Regions from separate parts of the Mus musculus genome. Here region 2 is linked to region 1. A link is a contact called in public promoter capture Hi-C data. All regions are on one chromosome and are shown on one strand. The core of a region is the stretch at or near the end of the contact, and the rest is flanking DNA. Distances in the headings are between cores, read along the strand shown.

Region 1 (2,961 bases), core at 445-2,944:
AACCCTGTCTCGAAAAACCAAAAAAAAAAAAAAAAAAAAATTCCAGCACCCTGGAGGCAGAGGCAGGCAGATCTCTGAGTTGGAGACCAGCCTGGTGTATACAGTATTCCAGGGCAGTGAGAGCTACACAGTGAGACCCTGTCTCAAAACAAAGGGTAACAGTATCTAAAAGAACCAAATGCTTTCATTATACAACAAAAACCAGGGCAGTTGAGGCGGCTCAGTAGTAAAGCTGTTACTTGAGGTCATTGAAGGTCTGGACTGCTCCTCGCCTTCCACCTCCACCTCTAAGACCAGGCTGTTTTGGGGTGATATGGTGGGTCACAGTCGCCTCTAGAGATTCAAGCAACCCTGCCCACACCCTGGGATATTCATCACTTCTCCCATGAGTGAACAACCTTTCTCTGGGACTAATCCTTGTCAATATAGACAGCTGCAGAGCCTTAATTGTTTCAAAGAAACAAAGCAAACTCTACAGAATTGTTTAATAGGTCGCAGCGACCCTTGAGCTGTCCAGGCAGGGACCAGCCCTTGAGGCATTGAAGAAGCGTTTTCAAAACAAAACAAACAAACAAATAAAACCGGGAGGCTGAGTTCCTGTGAATTTTTTGGTCTTTCGTTTGAGGACTTTCCTTTATGGGAAAGATTTCTGCTGCTGAATGCCAGAGACTAGGGGAGTGCGAGTGGAGGGCAGCTCTGCTTTATTGGAGTCCCCATTCTTAGGGAGGAGAAAGGTCAAAGAGGGGGTGGAGTGGGGTGACGGGGAGCCGGAGGGTGTCACTTCGGAACCGGCTGGGGTTGCAGCAGCTGGATTGCTATGGATGTGACAGAGTAGAGATGGAAAGGATACTTTTAATCTCCAGCGGGCTAGAGACTCAGTGGACTCTGCCAAGGAGATGAAAAGAACTTCTAGCCCCAGATGACATACGAAGACATTGAGGCAAGGGGGCTCGCCCTAACAGTGAAAAGGAGTGGATAGGGTAAATCTCCCAGGCGCAGCCTCTTCCAACCCTATTCGGCTTCCAGTCCCATACCTCAACTGTTCTCATCGGAAGAAGGGGAGAAGCGCGAGCGTGCTGATCCGGGACCGAGCCCTGGGTCTCGCGACTCCATGCTGGCTTCCCTTGCTCCCCCGCTTTTCCCAGGCTACCCCCTGCACCTGAAGACCCTTCCCGGTGCAGGTCCGAAGCCGGAGCATCCAGAAAGCCCAGAGCCAACTCCCAACCCGAAGCCCTCCCTGCAGCGCGCGGCATTCCATTCCTCTCCGGGATGCGCCCCGCCGCGACCTCCCAGAGCACGCCCAACGTCGCCGAGCAGCGCTTTGGGATCTGGACTTCGGATTCCCAGTCGTCCCCCTCCCCCGTGAACCTCGCCCTCCGAGGGCCTCCTGGGCTGCGGGAAGGAATTGCGGGATCCTAGCCGGCCCCAGACTAGCTCGCGCCGCGCCGCGCTCAACTTCGGGGCGCAGACCGGTGCGGGCGGCAGCTGAGGGACCACGGCGCGGAACTGGTGCCCGCACCATTGTCGCCTGTAGAACAGGTGGCCAGGCGGGGACCCGGGTCCCTGATGTCTTGCAGCTCACCTCCCTTTCCAGCCTAGAACAGGGGCGCCCCGGATCCCAACGAGATCCCCCTGCCCGCTGCCCTGTCCCTGAGATCCAGGTACCTCCGGCTCCCGCGTCGGCGGGCGGCTACTGCGGCCCTGGAGGGCGGTGGCTTGAGCCCAGCGGACAGGAGCGCCGCCCCTCCAGCCCTGGGCGGGGTCTGGCGTTTCTGCCCCACGGGTCCCTCTCCGCCTGCAGCTAGTCCTGTCTAGAAATGGGGGTGGGCACGACCTGAGTCATCAATAGCCAGTAGCCAACAGGTGTGAGCCGCCTCCCGGCCACCCACACCTCACTAGTCACAATCCTATTCTAAACCTTCCGTTTCTCTCTCCAGCCCTTCTGCCCCAGAGCTAGCAATCCTCCTGCCTCAGCCTCCCAAGTCACTCCTCCAAGACAGGGATGAATCCCCTACCCATGGCTCTATTTTTTTCCATTTAACAGATGGAAAAAAAAATAAAAAGCCAGGCTCGAAGCGGTTTGGTTAATTACATAAATGTTGTGCAGTTGAGAAGGGGCGACATCTGAGACTTGAGTCATCCTGACGCCACTGCCCAGCAGCGTCTGTTCCAAGTACTCCTCACTCCCTGCTCTGGCCTGCTGTGACCCAAGGAAGGGCCGGGCCCACGGCATGGTGTTCCCTAGTGGCGATTTCCCCCGCCAGCTCTCCTCTCGGGCTAGATGCCAACGTGCCCTCGCTGCCTGCCCTGCTTCATCTCTCTCACCATACAAACCTGTGTCCAGGCCGCTGAGAAAATGGAAACACCCTATCCCAACCCTGAGAACAGCCTGGGTAAACAGGCTTTGTAAAAGCGAATCTGTGGAAAATTCTCACCCCTTCACCCCACTGCTGACAACTACCTAGCTCTTGGCTATGCCCACCCTTTCTCGTTTTCCAGGAGATCCCCAGCCTCCAGCTGCTAGCCGTTGCTGCTCCTGCCCCTCTTGCCTCTTCGCGGGCCATTCCCATTAGTGCTCATCACTCCCAGGTTTGATTTTTTTGGTTTGGCTTTGCCAGACTGCTTCTCATTCTAGCCCACGGCTTTCTTGTAAACCACAGTGGCCTCAAACTTGTGACAACCCCTCTGGCTTTCGCCTCCCAAATGCTGGGATAACAGACTTTGCTCATCTTAAAACTCAAACAAGGAGCCCTGCCAGCCGTGGTGGTGCATTTCTTTTCAATCCCTGCATTTGGGAGGCAGGCAGGTTTCTGAGAGTTCGAGGCCAGCCTGATTTATATAGAGCTTTTTAGGCCAAGCCAAGGCTACAGAGTATTGGATAATGAATGGTATTGTGTTGAAGACCCTTCCGCAGTTAAGAGCAATTGCTGCTCTTCACGGGGAGCCGAGTTGGATTCCTAA
Region 2 (3,224 bases), core at 374-2,873, 300 kb after region 1:
TTAGCATTTAATAACTATTCTAGCAACTCAAACTCATCTAAAATCACAGTCCCTTACCCTACTGTGTATTTCTTTCTCTGACACATATCTTCAAATTTTTAAAAAATCTTTTTATGTGCATTGTATTTTAATTACATATATGTCAGTGTGAGGGTGCCAGATCTCCTGTAACTGGAGTTATAGACAGTTGTGAACTGTCATGTGAATGCTGAGAATTGAACCAGGATCCTCTGGAAGAACAGTCAGTGCTCTTAACCACTGAGCAATCTCTCCAGCCTCTCAAAAATTAAAAAAAAAAAAAAAATTATGTGGGGGCTGGTGAGATGGCTCAGCAGGTAAGAGCACTGACTGTTCTTCTGAAGGCCCTGAGGTCAAATTCCAGCAACCACATGGTGGCTCACAACCACCATTAATGAGATCTGACACCCTCTTCTGGTGTGTCTGAAGACAGCTACAGTGTACTTATTTATAATAATAAATAGATCCTTGGGCCAGAGCGAGCAGGGCCAACTGGAGCCAGCAGAGGTCCTAAATTCAATTTTCAACAACCATATGAAGGCTCACAACCATCTGTACAGCTACAGTGTACTCACATACATTAAATAAATAAATAAATCCTTTTTAAAAAATTTATGTGTGTGGCCAGGTGTGGTGGCACATGCCTTTGGTCTCAGCACTTGGTAGGCAGAGGCAAAAGGATCTCCGCGAGTTTGAGGCCAGTATGGTGTACAAAGCGAGTTCAAGATATACAGGGCTGTTACACAGAAAAACCTTGTCTAGAAAAAAACCAAAATAAAGCAATTTATGTGTTTGAATGTTTTGCCTGTTTATATGTTTTGTGCACATGGTGCACATACCTGATACCCGCAGAGGCCATAAAATAGCATCAGATCCCATGGAACTGGAGTTATGGATGGTTGTGAACCTACCACATGAGTGCTAGGAACCGAACCAAGATCCTCTAGCCCAACGCATTCATCTTTAATGTGATATGTTAACTCGGTGCATTAAGTGTGAAGTGTCTGTGTCGTCTAAGATGCAAACTCCCCTGGAGCAGGGATCCTCATTTTGTGCAGTGCGTCTAGAATACTATCAACGAGGACCAGATTGGGGACCAATAAGAACCAGACTGAGGAACCCTGAGACCCAGAAGGCGGGGTCCGGCGCTCGCTCCTCGGCTCACCGCCGGCTGCAGATGATGTAGCTTCTCCACGGCGGCCAGTGAAGCCACAAAGACGGCGGGCTGGCAATGCACTGTGCGGTCCAGGTCCTCCTGGGGCCCCCGCAGGCACAGCTCCAGCAGATCGTAGCCCAGTACCCGGTGCGCGGCCTCGTAGAGCTGCCGCACACGCGGGAGGTGGAGCAGGCCGCTGCCCATGCCGACCGCCTGGCAGCCCTGGCCGGGGAAGAGCAACACGGAGCACTGTGAAGGTGGCCGCCGCCGCGCCACCGCCTCCTGGGCTCCCTCCTCGGCCACGCTGGAGTCCCGCAGCAGCTCCGCCACGTCCACGGCGTCCGGCGGCGGCTCCCGGAGGCTCGAGGCGGCGCGGCGGCCCCAGGAGCGCCAGGCCCACCCGGCCCGAGCTACCCGAGCGCTCATTGCGACGCGCAGAGCCGGTGGTCGTTATCGCTGCGGCTGAGACGCACTGCGGCTGCGCAGCGGGGCGGTCCTTCCTGTATTTCCTGTCGGGTCATCTAGGCAGCCAGTAAAAAAACGTTCCTATGTTACCTACTCATCTTTACCAGCTCTCAAACTATTTGCAGTTGCATGTCGGTCCTGGAGTGGTCCGTGCGTTTCCTTAAACATCTCCAACCAGGAACCGCAGATAGCTTCCATAGTGAGCCTTCAATAGGTATCTACGTACTAAATTGTGCACCACCGTCCAGTAGACCGTGAAAGTGCTGTGGTTGGCTTGGTTTTGCCCATGATTCTGCCAACCGTACTAAGCAAATAGTTCTTGTTGCCTACAAAGCACAGCGAGGTGTCCAAATCATAATAGGAAGCTAGTAAATCTCCGTGCGGTGGAACCAAGTACAAGTCAGATTCGCTTTTTAAATTCCACAGTTTATAGCCGAGTGGTAGTGGCGCACCTTTAATTCCAGCATTTTGAAGGCAGAGGCAGGCGGATCTGAGTTCGAGGCCAGCATCGTCCACAGAGCAGTTCCAGGACAGCCAGGGCTACTCAGAGAAACCCTATCTCAACAAACAAACAAACAAACACATACACACACACACTCAAACAAACATACACACACACACTCAGAGAAGCTCTGTCTCAATAAATAAATAAATCCTCAGTTTACAAACAAGGAGACAAACGTCGTAAAGATTGTGTACTATATGGTTAGTCACAGAATGGCACTGGAAGTTGTGCTTATGCAGTCTCTGAGAGCTATTGTGAGTCTGGGTCACACTGATCCTTACCTGAGCCCTGCACCCCTTTTCCAGAACTCTGATCTGTTCTCATTTCCTGCCAGTCTCTGCTAAGGTGCCCAGGAAATCCATCCCCGCCCCCACCTCAATACTCACCACAGCCTTTACAATGAGAAGATCTATTTGGAGGTATGTCTCAGTTTGCTCTGGCTGGCATACCAATGCCATAGACTTAAGGGCTTAATAATCGAAATTATATGTCAGAGTTCTTGAGGCTGAAAAGTCCAAGATCAAGCTCAGCACTTGCAGATTCAGTGTCTGGAAAGAATCTGTTTCATGGCTTGCAGATAACTAACTCTTCTGTATCCAAACCCGGGTGCCCTAGCCCTAACTCTGTTAGTATACAGGCAGTTCCACTGGCCTTCACTCAGGGACCTAGCAACTGCTTACCTCATTACCGGCCTTAGCCAGCTGTGCCAGGTGTGTTACAGCCACCCCAGCTCTCTCCGTCTTTGCATTCCCTCTTTGTTCAGAATGTTTCCTCTTTCTCTTTCTGCTCCCCCATCTTTGCCTCCCTGTCTACATGGCGATTTCCCTGGCCTCGTTTTCTGAGACCGGTGAACCTGTTCGAGAGCTGCCCACAATAAACCAGCTTTTATACTTTTAATTGGGCTTGAGTTGGATTATTTCATCAGTGGGGAAAAACTATTAATATCCCCACATGATAGATGGGGGGGGTGTTTTCTAATAAGGGTATTCATCTAATTCATGAAGGTCCCACCTCTACTTAATCACCCTGACCCTCCAGGTGTCCTCTAGATTCCTCTAAATGCCTTCACCCTGGGGATTA

Evidence for each region. Capture Hi-C pulls out chosen DNA fragments and counts their contacts.
Region 2: a contact with region 1 is called in a promoter capture Hi-C map of adipose tissue. The contact joins the promoter of Mcat here to the promoter of A4galt in region 1. A contact is called at or near these places in 2 of 484 Hi-C or Micro-C datasets (B cells and embryonic stem cells), 5 of 115 datasets of contacts at active chromatin or transcription factors (bone marrow-derived macrophages, embryonic stem cells, pancreatic cancer cells and 1 more) and 3 of 9 other capture datasets (adipose tissue, liver and pancreatic islet).

Annotation. Positions count from the first base shown.
Region 1 is chr15:83,250,035-83,252,995 of GRCm38.p6, forward strand. It overlaps A4galt (alpha 1,4-galactosyltransferase), which reads right to left and starts at 1,695. Exons shown (of 3, transcript NM_001004150.4): 1 at 1,666-1,695.
Region 2 is chr15:83,554,088-83,557,311 of GRCm38.p6, forward strand. It overlaps Mcat (malonyl CoA:ACP acyltransferase (mitochondrial)), which reads right to left and starts at 1,624. Exons shown (of 4, transcript NM_001030014.2): 1 at 1,184-1,624. The coding sequence starts at 1,600.